Regions from separate parts of the Siniperca chuatsi genome. Here region 1 is linked to region 2. A link is a contact called in public Hi-C data. All regions are on one chromosome and are shown on one strand. The core of a region is the stretch at or near the end of the contact, and the rest is flanking DNA. Distances in the headings are between cores, read along the strand shown. Region 1 overlaps shroom1 (protein Shroom1). Region 2 holds the start of aff4 (AF4/FMR2 family member 4).

Evidence for each region. A called contact is a pair of places that touch in the nucleus more often than the background predicts.
Region 1: a contact with region 2 is called in a Hi-C map of liver, with 2.7 times the contacts expected there. The contact joins the enhancer-like site here to the promoter of aff4 in region 2. A contact is called at or near these places in 2 of 3 Hi-C or Micro-C datasets (liver and skeletal muscle).

Annotation. Positions count from the first base shown.
Region 1 is chrLG14:18,546,419-18,553,051 of ASM2008510v1, forward strand. It overlaps shroom1 (protein Shroom1), which reads left to right. Exons shown (of 10, transcript XM_044223582.1): 3 at 1-1,269; 4 at 1,379-1,565; 5 at 1,780-1,832; 6 at 2,285-2,941; 7 at 3,184-3,777; 8 at 4,552-4,606; 9 at 5,286-5,558. Among protein-coding and RNA genes, the nearest start is that of LOC122888701, 13 kb to the right of the region's middle. Within about 2 kb of position 5,138, the one cell type or tissue checked has an H3K27ac peak away from gene starts, as active enhancers do. A contact at or near this core is called in liver, where this site is marked.
Region 2 is chrLG14:18,484,500-18,491,018 of ASM2008510v1, forward strand. aff4 (AF4/FMR2 family member 4) reads left to right here and starts at 4,909. Exons shown (of 22, transcript XM_044223586.1): 1 at 4,909-5,277. zcchc10 (zinc finger CCHC domain-containing protein 10) reads left to right here. Exons shown (of 4, transcript XM_044223592.1): 4 at 2,874-3,789. The coding sequence ends at 3,117.

The DNA of each region.
Region 1 (6,633 bases), core at 3,888-6,387, 62 kb after region 2:
GATGCAGAGTCGAGAGATTGGCCGACACACTGCCAACAACCCTATATTCTACTGTGGACCTGACAGAAACTGCCCACCACATTCAACCACACAAACGAAGGAGGTCGACTCACTGATAAGCAATGAACAGCCCAACCACCCCAACCGAGTGGAGCAGGCAAAGAGAGGGAAACGGCAGCCCTTGGGGGATGTAGCCAGCGAGAGGATAAACAAAGAAACAACCCCGCTTCTGTACCACCTCACCGGAGCCAGCAGGTCAGCATTACAGCCTAAAAAGGATGCTAATTTCAATATAAAAGGCAAGGAAGCAATCCTAAACAAAACAGGTCATGGAGACATGGCTGTTAACGATAATGAGAGACCTCCAGAAGGTGACACCAGCAAGAACGATAGGGGGGAAGTTATCTCTGTTGCCTGCAACACCCTCGATGACTCATTTAAAAAGTACTACAAAGAGAAGCTGAAGGATGCCCAGTCTAAAGTCCTAAGGGAGACGTCATTTAAAAGGAGGGACCTGCAGCTGTCATGGCCACACCGTATCAGGCAAAAACCTGAGCTGAGGCCTACAGTGATTCACACTTTCTCCTCATCACAGGACTCTGAGACTTCCACAGACACACTCACTCCCTCTGTGACCTCTGAGGAGACAGAGAGGGGGAGCATAAAAGAAGAAGTCAGGGAGAATGAGAAGGAGATGGACAAAGAGACTGAAAAGGAAAACGGGAGACCAGCAAATGTGGCCCAGCCCCAGGTAGCACGCATCGGAGGCAGGAAGCGATTGACTCCACATCAGAAAAAGATGTGCTACTCCGAACCAGATAAACTCAACCAGCTTGGTGGTGCCCCCGTCCACTCTGCTTGCCGCTCCTTTGGCAACGAAAGTGACAACCTGTTTGCAGCTGAATGCGAGGGAGAGGAGCGTGTGCAGCAAGGAGAGCAGGGGCTGGTTGCAGCTCGGAGGAAGATGTTTGAGACAAGAGGTCGAGCCCTTTCAGCCTCCAGCGCTTCAAAGACGAACTTAAAGCATCTGCAACACAAGGCTCTGGTGGAGTACATGGAGCGTAAGACAGGCCAGAAAGTGGCTGAGCCACAGCAACCAGCACCTCAGTTACCACCTTCATCCAGACAGAGGCATTCTCTGGGGGAGAAACCATTTGACTGGGGTCCCAGGCCTCTATCAGGAAATCATGAAGGCAAAAACACCAAGAAGAAACTCCACAGACCCCACTCTGCAGGCCGCATCCTTGATTCCTCCACCAGCTCCATCAGGTACAAAAGAGAAGCAGAGCCAGAGAGCAAGAAAACTTGTTTGATTCTTTTTTTGTTGTATGGATCAAATCAAACATTTTAAGCATTCTGTTTAATTTTCACCAAACAGATATGCCCAGTTCTTCTCAGCTCAGTCTTGTTCAGGCCAATATGCTAGCCAGTCGAATCAACCCAGATGGAGGGAGAGCCAAGGTACATCTCAGGGGAGGTCTGCCTCAGTGGAGAGTCTCTTGGACCAGCCAGAACCACCCAGTTTCTTCAGGAACAGATCCACATCCACACCACATTCAATTGAGGTAAATGTGCTCAAATTGAGATACTTAAAAATATGACACATATCTGTGACAATAAGGTGTTGTATGACCATCTAGCTGTCTGTTAAGCTTTCTATCACAAGTATATTAATTTAACTTTCCAGTCGAAAAAGTCAGAAAAACTTCAGTCAAAGAAAACAAGATATTTATTAATTTACATCTGGCTCTTACTGCAGTATTTCTTCTGGTTCTGCAGGTACATGTCTTTGAGAAGGATCCATTACCAGTTAATACTATGGAAACGTGGAGGTATGTACCAGCACTGCAGACAAATTGGGACATTTTTATTGGTTTTAGGTCAGGAGAGTATTAGGTCAGTGATGTGTGTGCTGCGGCACAGACTATAATCTTCACTTGATTCATTGTGGCACTGGAAAGTCAACACCCACCTGCTCCAGCAAACCAACATTCCTTTGAAAAGATTTATGCATGGACTGTAAAAGAAAAAGAACTGACTGAGCCACTGGCCTATTTCTCAAAACTTTATTATGATTTGTAGGAATATCAAATTATTGTTGCCAGTCTAGAAATAACATTTCCCAGAGCCCTTGTATGACGCATATGTATTTATTTGGATTTAATCATTTTTGTTTTAATTTAAAGGCTAAGACCTTTGTTAACTTAACTTTGTTTTAAAGTTATCATAGTTGTATGAATTGTTGGCTTATGTTACACATACAAACACTGAATGTCAATGTCAGTCCCCAGAAGGATACCACTGAGGACCCCATAATAAAGCCAGCCCCTGAGGGCCAGCAGCGTGTCCGTGTGGTTGCACAGAGGGGGAAGTCCATGGAAGAGCTTGGGGCATCAAAGTTAACAAAACTGTCAGCCCTGAGTAAAAGTTCTGAGCAGCTGGATCAACTGTGGAGGTATTCAACTGGACCAGGAGGACCGGCAAGAGACAAGAGGAGTGTTCCATTCTTTGCTGAAGTCAGAGAAGCCCAGGGGCAGGACAGAGGGAGGAAGAAACAATATGTAACAGAGCAAGCGGGAAAAGAAGCAGAGATTGTTGGTCAGAAGAACACTCAGGGACAGACACAAAACCAAACCCAGAAAAAGTCTTTGTTGAAGCAGAACTCAGAACCAGGGGAGGATGCCATAGTAGGAACAAGGAACTCAAGTAGATCCACCTCCCCGGCCTCCTGCTCCTCTTCCCGGGCCAGGGTTCTCTCTGGACCTTCTGGATCTCACGGCCCTGTCACACATGATGATTTCAGGTCCAGTAGACCGCCCAGTGAGACATCATCTAACCCACCTTCCCCCAGAGGTCTAGAGACCAGTGAGAGGGAGATCAAATCCACCTCGTCCACCCCCACCCAGACAAAGCTTCCTTTTGAAAACAGGCCTAGCTCCAGGTAAGATTAGACTCCATACCAATGCAGCATTTGTTTCCTCTGTGAAATAATTTGATTAATTGAACATGTCACACCTCTTTCTTCCACAACTTCCTGACCTTCATATATACACATATAGGGTGGATATCATCCTTCAGCTACCTAGCTAGGCTAAAACAAACCCTTAAAAGGTGTTTGTGATTCTGCAAATGCGATTTTGGCGAGCTGTGATTCTTAACCATAATTTGTTTAACTTCCATTAGAGTTAGGACTTCTCCTTCTCTGACTGGATCAGAGAGAGAGCAGTCGGTGGATGAACCAAGCAATGACGCCCTGCCACCTGATTCAAACCATGAAGTGTCTCTGAGCTGCGGCGTCACTACAGATCCGTCGCTGTGGATTATCCCTCCAGAAGAAGAGATCAAAGAGGAAGTCCAGACTTCACTGCTGACAGACAACGTTTTTGACGACGAGTCCAGCTCGGCCCCTCTGACGCAGACAAGTGAAACCTCTGTGTCTCCCTGCACCTCGGTCTATGACACAGACATCATTCAGCAGGTGGAAGAGGAGAAAACCCCAGAAACGGAAGATGAGAAATCGGGAGAAAACCAGGAGATGGAGGAGCGGGGAACACCAGAGGGAGAGACGGAGAGCCTGGCGAGGCCTGTGGAGAGACCTCAGTGGGAGGAGCTTGTAGAAGCAGTGGTCAAGGCCGACCAATCGCTGGCCAGAGTGCTCTACCCACTGGCCAATCGTAAGACGGCACTGATGCTGATGGAGCAGCTGCTGTCAGAGGACACGCTGCTGATGGAGGAGCACTACAAGAAGAAACAGGAGCAGAAAGGAGCTGCAGAAAGGTAAATGTTAATGTCCTGGAACATAACACTTAGAGGTTAAACCAAGCTCTGGTAGTCATAAATAAACACCAACTAGTTTCCACTAACCGAGAATGGAAATTTTACTGGCCTTTTGAGAGTATTTTACTGCATGAGTTAGAGAAGACAACACACTCCTGAGAAGACTTATTCTGAAATGATGAATATGACAAAAATTTGTGAAAAATAATGATAATTAGACTTGTTTTCTAAATTTCCCAAATCCTTGACTTTCCATCCTTTCAGGTGGCTACATAACCCTTTATCTTGTATATACACAGCTGTGTAGATGGAAAGAATAATCCATCTCACTCACAAGTTAATTAGTTCCTAGTTTAATGTTTCTCTCTGAAACTTGATACCGGTTCAATGGCCAAAGAACTGAGCTCCACCGGTGCTGTGTTACCTTTTGTTGCATCACATGCACAGACACACCTGGCTATCTGCTCACTGCTGTGCATGCACTCAGATTTCTGCTGGTGTTAGCACACTTCAGATACATAGAGAGAATGTGCAGTTGCATTTCAGTGTTTTGAAATAGGTAAATAACAGTGGGGCCTTGCTCAGAGTATAGGCAATGTGAAAACACTATAGGTGGCACAGCTGCAACTGGAATTCAATTTCAGCATTTCTATGCTGAATTGTGATGACAGGAATCATCAAGGAAGCTAGCTTGATTTAACCACATGTTTCTTTTTCTAGTGCTGAAACGGTCGAAGGGGCTGAACCATCTCCTTGTCTTTCTGCTCCTGACAGCCTTAAACCTCAGAGTACAGACCTGCAGAGCAAAGCTGACGTAACTAAGAAGAAGGTAATTATTCATTTATGCAAAATAGTGGATGGTTTTTGTCCAAAGTACCTCACAGCAAGTAATGTGAATATTTTAATCATTTTAGACGTGGAAGTGATCGTTCACAGTCAAAACAGAAATAAACCGTTGCCACACCAAAACAAAATGAGACCAATGTGTAACCAAAAATTTACAACTTTACTGAGAACAAGACAATATATGATGTCTAAAATCGTCACAGCTTTGTTGCATGTACATTAAAGATGACACGAAACCAGACAGGACAGCAGAACAAACATGACTTTTGAACGGTGGTCTTGTTCTGTTTTTCTTTTTAGATCAGAAACTCTGTAGTGATTTCATATTGATACCATCTCACTGCTATTTGGCCTCAAGTGGACTCATTTCAGACTGAGATAGTTCTGTCTCTCTTATCACATGATGTACTGTCTACCTCTTATCAGTGTCTCCTGCTTGCCTAATGTTTGGCTTAGCGCATAGCCTTCCCCTCTTCCTGACTGCCTTCCACATTCACTCTTATAACAATATACCTTTATCCATGATCCTATGATAGCAAATGTGAAATGAATATATTGATTGGTTGGCAATCTATAATTTGGCCCCGTTTCACCATGTGTATCTGTCCTGTAACATCATTGCCTAACATCTCACACATTACCTTCTCTGCTTGAATTAACAGTGTCTGTTAGTGTCTTATATCGAGGCGCGTCTGCGTTCTCTGGAAGACACGCGTGGAGCCCTCCAGACAGAGATTCAGGAGAACGTTGCCCACGGGAAGGCCCTGGAGGTACTGGTCCGTGAGCAATGTCTGCCCGTGGAGCTGGAGAGGTACAACCTGTTCATAGGAGACCTGGAGAGGGTGGTCAACCTGCTGCTGTGCCTCTCTGCTCGGCTGGCCAGGGTACAGAACGCCCTGAGCACCGTGGACGAACACACAGATGCTGAGGAGAAGGTGAGGAACCAAAACATTTGTTTTTGTTTCAGCCCCTTTCTTTGGAGATCAATAGGTTCATAAATGTAAGTTTTGAGGTTCTGTCACAAGAGCATTTTCTTCTTTATTAATTTCTGTATGCTATGAAAACCATCATGCAAAAACTTGAAAGTTGCCCTGGATGAGTAATATATATGAATAAGAATATATTGCTTTTTGTTTTTGTTTGTCAAAGTTGCATAATTGTCTGATGGTAATACACTTGCCTGCGGGGACTGTTTTGAAAACTTTCCTTGTTGGTGCGTTCAATTACCCTCCGAAACCTTTTTTTAATGCAAGAAATAACCACACTCACATAATCCTTTCATGCATTTTTGCTTTTTGTTTGTCTTTGTCTTATGTGTGTTGTGTTTATAGCAGCCAGTTCTCAAATAGATTGTAATTATTCACATCTCACATCACGTCAACTAATTAAAATCATGGAGCCAAAACATCAAACTATGAATCAAAATTGTATAAATCTAATCTAAATGCATCCATGCTGCCCTTTGTTTCTGTGCCTCTTTCTCAGTAGAGAGCACTAATATTGTGAATGAATCTAAGGCATATTCAGTCAGATAAGATGTGATAAAAATCTACTGATGTACTGATCCCTTTTATGCTCCTGTCTTTTCCCCCTGGAGTTGTTTACACATACTAATACATGCGGGTAAAAGCGAGTGCTCTGGGGGTAATATTATCTCATGTCGCCTTGCGGATCTCATGATTTACTGCAGCGCATTTAGAGCTTCTGGCGAAAAGATGACCATGAGTGTTAGAAGTGTGTGGCTGCTCCCATGCCCTCAGCAATACTCTTGTTCTGCTTACTTTAGAACAGCAAACATGTCACTTGTGAAAAGTTGAAGGGCGACTTTAATGGGGTCAAGGTTTCTCACTGTGTGGAATTCAAAAAATGTTGTTGGGTTTATCTGTGTTTGATTGCCAATTTTTAGCTTATTTGTGTTTGAGCCAAATGGTTTATCAGACATTTGAAGATTATTTTTGATATACTGCAGTTTGACTGGACTTTTTGGTTTGATAGACTGAGAAATAATTA
Region 2 (6,519 bases), core at 3,659-6,158:
TTTGATGTGAAACAGTTACTAGGGGTGCACACTTTATGTACAATATACTTTAAAATACTTAAATAATATATAGTTCTTTTTGCCTCTTTGGCCAAATGATACTTATACTTAATTTTTGGTGACTGTACATTTTAGGTTGTATAAAAAAGTTTCAATAATTCTGAACCATTTTGAAACTGTAGTAATCCACTACATTTTAATATAAATAAAACATTTATTTACACATGTTTATTAGCAAGTAAGTAATAGTAGTCATACAAAGTGGTATAAAAGTAAAAAACTAAACAGATACATGAAGGCTTTAACAATTCTTTTCTTACCTAGGCCAGTTAGCTATTTCAGGAAAAATCCTTTAATGCATCTTACATTTATATAACCAGCAATGGAATTTTGTTTGGAAGCAACTACATTGAATGTTTTAGTCTTGAAGTTATTATACCACTCATCCAAGAGGCTTCTTCGGTTCAGCTGACTGGTGGGGAGTCCCTGGGAATTTCAATTTGTTTGGGTCATTCACACATTGTCACGCGGGGGTCGATACGGTCACATGTGAGTTGTTGGGAGTCACATGGAAGTTGTGTGAGAGTCATAGTCGCGTGAATTCAAGTTTGAATTGGCGTGAAAATCTGCTTTGGAAGGAATGTGTCAGGATGGCATTGTGATGAAGTGGTGTGGCAGAGCCCCTCCTCTGAAACAATAGTGGGACAGTAATGCTGCAAAGGAGGTCATAATCTACTATCCATAAACAAAGCCCTGACTGTAGAAGTCTATCTGAACATTGTTGACGTAACGGTTCCCTCTAGTGGAGGCTCTTGACCACTATGAACCACTACAGTTTAAGACCCGCAGTAGTAAATGCTTTCATATGTCACAAGATTCTACTATTTAATCATATTGCAATGGTGTTTCTAATCCAGTACTTAAAAGCATAATGTGGCTGTACTGATGTACTGTTTGTACTTTTTTCAAAAGGTCATGTGTGTTGATGTTAATCGTTTAAAATTTGCTAGGTCATGCTTAATTTTTCTTTTGAATTTTTTTGTTTTGCTTTTCAAAAGGTAGGTTACTGTTGATAAACGTGTCAATATGTCTTCTGGAAAAGGCCTATACTTTTAAGCACTGGTTACCCCCCCCACACACACAAACACAGACACACACGCACACACTTTACCCGTGTTTCTTTGTCATTCCCAAATGAATCAGATTCGTAGACCTTTTTCACAGCAGACATTTTTTGACTTGTCGTAGCAGGAAAAGCACAGGTGGAACTAATAAGCTTAACGATGGCTCCATTCCAGTGGTTATTGCAGTGCTATGCAGCAATTAATAAAGTTATTAGCCACACCTGTGTTTGCCAAGTCATAATTTCTGCTGTGACAAAAGGTCTGTTCAACTTTAGTTTCACTCCACACACCACTGACCAAACTGGAAACCATTGACTTGCATTATCACAGGTTGACATAGGTTGACTTGTGGCTTTCGACTACAAAAATGTCACAATAATGTAACCAAACAGGTTTTGGTTTACATATAACACCCATTTATTTAGTTTGGTTCCAAGTATATTCTGGTGTTGTGTCATGTGTAGTTGTATTTGTTTTAAAGTGGCAGGCCATGCTTGTCTGTTTGTGGGAAGGGCAGATGCCATACTTACTACTGTCACACTACTGTACATACACTTACCTGTGCTATATATAAGCTTTCACATACCCATACATATTTATACTACTGTCCTTACTGTGTATACCTGACCTATAGTGTATTCATATTTATACGACAATACTGCATATATCTGATCTATTGTTCAAGGTTCATTTAATAGTAACTATACAACACAGGGTTGCACAATGAAATGAATGTTGTAGCCCTCTTTACGCTACACACACAGAACATAGACAAATAGTTAGAATAAAAATAAATATAAAAACAATATACAGTTATATACATATATTATACAAAATGTAGTGGTATGGTAATGTGCAAAAACCAGCATAACAGAAAGTATATACAATAAAGTATATTCCTTACAGTGTATTCATATTTATACTACTGTCTATACCTCATATAACTGATCTATAGTGTATACACCATATTATATCATACCCCCAGCTGTTTATTCTGTATATAATGTCTCACTATTGCATTACTTGTACTTATACCTGCACTGTATATCTTTTTGTTCATACTGTATATATCTAAGCGTATTCATATCTACCCCTTACTGTTTATTCTACACATATGCACATTACTCTGTACTTTGCTGCGTTTGCACTTCTGGTTAGATGCCAAACTGTATTTGGTTGTCTCAGTGCCTGTACTCTGTGCAATGACAGTACAGTTACATCTAAAAAAATCGAATCTGAACCTAATCAAGAGATGTCAGAGGCTGGTGACTGTGAGGAAGTGATGGGTGAGATATCACATCAATGACTGTCGCTCTGTCCTCATAAAAGACACTGATGAAGCCCTGAGGAGCAGAGTAATCTGATTGCTCTTCCTTTGGCGGGACTACACTGGTCTATACAACATCCAAAGAAAAGATAATACCTGTGCAAGTAATGTTCCCAGTTTGCCCCAATATTCTCAGTTTAAGTAAAACAACCAAACAAAAACCTTGCAGACTGGCACTGCAATCGTAGATGTCATTTCACTTTCAAAGTAGGTAAACAGTGCATGTCAGTGTTACTGAAGAACAGTGAACCAGGTAAAAAGCAGTTCAAACTCACAGCTCATTTTGTTTCTTCTCATCTCCTCCGCAAAGTGGCCAATAGCCAGACTGTAACAGGTACAGCGTGTGAGGCCTTGATAACAATACACGCTGTTCTGTTTTCTGTATTCATGTTTTTCCTTTGTACTCTGCCACTTGCTCTCAGGGCTAAAGACTCCAGCGACAGCAGCAGTGATTCAGGCGGCTCCTCAAGTGACTCATCGTCAGACAGCAGCGACTCCTCCAGCTCCTCTTCAGATGACAGCGACAGCAGCAGTGACAGCGACGATGACAGCTCTTCCTCATCTTCCTCTTCCTCCTCCTCCTCTTCGTCCTCGGATAGCTCAGACTCAGGAAGCAGCAGTGATTCAGATCAAGGACCTCCAAAGAAGAAGAAAAAGAAGAAATAAATAAATACGTTGGAATAAGTGGGTTTTATTGTTGTTGTTTATGTCCCTAAGTAAATTTTAGCTGTTCGCAGTTGTTTTCCTCTATCACATTGTAGTTTGTTGGATCTGAATGGATAGGACAACTTTAGGGCTGTAAATCTTAGTTGCATACTGCTCCTCCACTAAAGAAATGGAGATTAGAAAGAAGAAATTATTTTGGGTTGGCCATTGTGTCATGTTCTGTTTTCAAAACATTTCCCCTGTTACTTCTATTAATGTGATATTTTCTCAAGTTTGTAGGTCTACTGAGGATATCAGTTTTAAATATCTGAGGAACCTAATGTGCATATTCATGTTGAATTTGTGGTTTTGTACTAAAGTATATTTTTAGTCAAACATGTACAGCTCACAACCTTAATAAAGCAATGCCATATCTAGTATAGAAAAGACATTGATATGAAACATTTTAAAGGATACTGAATAAAAGTTCTGTTTCTTAAATTTTGAATTAGTTTAAACTTAGATGGTCTTGTTGCTATGAAATTGCAGTTGCTTGTTTCACTGTAAAAAAAAAAAACTTTGTTTTTAAGGCTCTTGCATATTTGCTATTGTACAAGGTTTTATTTTGCTAATGAGAGACATTATAATGACTTTACAAATATGAATTTGAGAATAAAATGGTAATAAATTGTCTTTTTGTTAACTAATTTACAAATGGGATATTTTCAAAAAAACAGCATCTCTGTGCCAGTCAATGTTGGTAGATGTGCTGTTGCCTGCTAGGATAATATACATTTAAAGTGTTAAATGTTTTGTTTTTTGCAATCATAAGTTTTGTATGTTGCTTCTTGAACCACCAGACCCTAGATGATCATGACAAATTTGGGTGTGGCAGACCACAAAACTGCCCATAATGCCACAGCCTAGTCATCAAAGTATGTGTTGCATGTGTGCAGCTTGAGTATCTTGAAGTCCAAAGATTTGTTTGTGTGTGTCAGTGGCTAGAATTGCAGAAATCTATATTTCCGAATGTTCTTGATGAACACTACTAATCTTTTGGGGGGATAGTTTATTGATTTTTGTCAGAGCAATTCTTATTTGCTTGCTTTCCTTGAAGAAATTAGCTCTAAAGTATCCAGTATAAACTAATTAATCAGTCATATGTCAAGATCTCAAAAGGTTTGTTATAACCTTTTTAACCAATTGTGTCAAGTGTGCCTGAAAGCCATTAATGAGCAGGTCTGTTGGTGCTTATAAGCACTTACAGAATTTCTGAGTGAACATTAAAGTACCCAAAAGGTCTGAAGTTGATGGCAGAAAAGAAGCACAACAAAGTTACCATCAATGGATGGGAGAAAAATACATTATCTTGTGTGTAACTGAATTTACAGTAAATTTTAATTTATACATTAGCCAAAAGACGCGTGACAACTGAATTTAGAAGTCCAGTTGTATATTTAAATTGGATATCAATCAACAGCAGGTAACAATGAAACGCTTTGCATGCCATCCGTCCTGAACGTCTGAGTCTGAGCAGCCCGTGCGTCACAGCATTGTTGCATTCATAACATGTGGGAATTAACAAAATCATTAATAAATGGCCGCGCTGTTACTGGTTTACTGTATTTGACTCAGTTTCCGTATCGGTAAGCTGACAATATGTCCGCTGTCAAAATAACAGTTTCTCTCAAGTTGTGTATACCATCTGAAAGCTAGACAGTGGTATTTTCAAATGGTCCATCGTCAATATTGATCCAAAAAGCATCTACTTTGCCTGTCGCGTTTACAAAAGAATAACTTCCCTATCATGTTTACTTGGTTAGGTGGTTGGTTTAAGATATTTCCGACAGCAACTGAAGGCAGCACCGCTTGCTGCCATCCATGCATCCAGTCCTGTCTGTGGTACCTGCTGGCTACTTAACTTAGCTAGCAGACTTACCTATCAGTCACTTCTGTTCAGGAATAACAGAATGAACGAGAGACAAAATGATTTTATTTTGTTTTCCGCTCGATGTACAGTTGCGATTTAAAAAAAAGATGGAGACCATTCATTTGGTTTTAGTACTTTAGCTGTTAAGCGTTTTGCTGAGTCCATTTTGCGTGTAACTGGAAGTGGAAAAGACAAAGAGAAAAGAGCTTTCCAATACCTAGAATGGTTTGGGCCTAAAAAGAAGACAAGAGGTAAGGATGCTGAATATCACAAAAAACGTTATTTGATGATTAACTGTACTTGTTTGTTATCTGACATTTGGAGTGAATGTTAATTTAAAATTCCTCAGAAAATTTCAATGGTTTCATAGCTAGGTAGCCTAGCCTCAAGCCGCTACTAGCAGATTTGGCTAGCTAACATTATGCTAAAGCAAAGATGCAGGTAGGTCCTGTAGGTAGCGCGTTAGCCTCTTGCTAAATGGGTAGACCTTGTAGCTACTTTTGGGTTCTGATGACTGCAAACATTAATTGTTGAAATGATGATAACGCTAAATGTTACTTTTATTCGTTCGGTGGCTTTCCGTTCTCCGAAAAGTAAGACAAACATCGTAGTGATAGGGATCATGTTTTGGTTCGTGTGGTGTTAGCTTACAGGTCATGACGTCTAATGTTTGTGTTTTCTCTCATGGTTGACATAACTTACACGCCTTAGTTTGCTAACTACTACTAATTTATGTTATCGACAAGGAGATAATTATTTGATATTCACCTTAAGTACAAATGATGAACAGAAGCCGCTCACAGTTTATTTTGCATGCAAATAAATATTACCCAATTCAGATCCGTGAATTATAGATGATCTCTTAAAGATGGATAATTTAAATACGAGCAACAATTATTTTACTTGCTTGCAGTTTCTCTACCGTGAAGAGCACACTTTAACTAATCCTAGGCCCAAAACAGTCGTCAGGGTTTCCTCACAGTGACTAACAAAAACTTTTGGTTTGTTGTCCTGTAGCCTCCGCACATCGTATCCTGTATTTATTATATCACATTACCCTTGGCCAATCCTAGTTGTTTTAAGTCAAAATCATAATGACTCTAAATTACTATTGCGTAGAAAGACAACAGGATAGCCTATTTGTCTAGCAAAAGGACAGCTGATATGCTTTTCTAGGAAGCCATTTTACGTGCCACAGTTGGGGGAAGGGCCAATACATCATAAGTCCAGAGGAACTCTCAACAGTTAGGACCATCACTGGTTACATGTGTATATATCTAGCAGTATTATACCATTGGCACATGGAGACAAGGATAGAGCAATCAACTTGTTTATCTTGTTTGGCACACAATGGTGGGGGAGGCCTAAGGTCATGAACTCATTTATGGCATGCAGCTGTGAACTGGCACAACATCCACAGTCAAGTGGTAGATGGAGGTTTAGGCTGTTTGAGTTGTCTTTGCAGTTGTTTATGAAGTATACTGTGCGTTGAA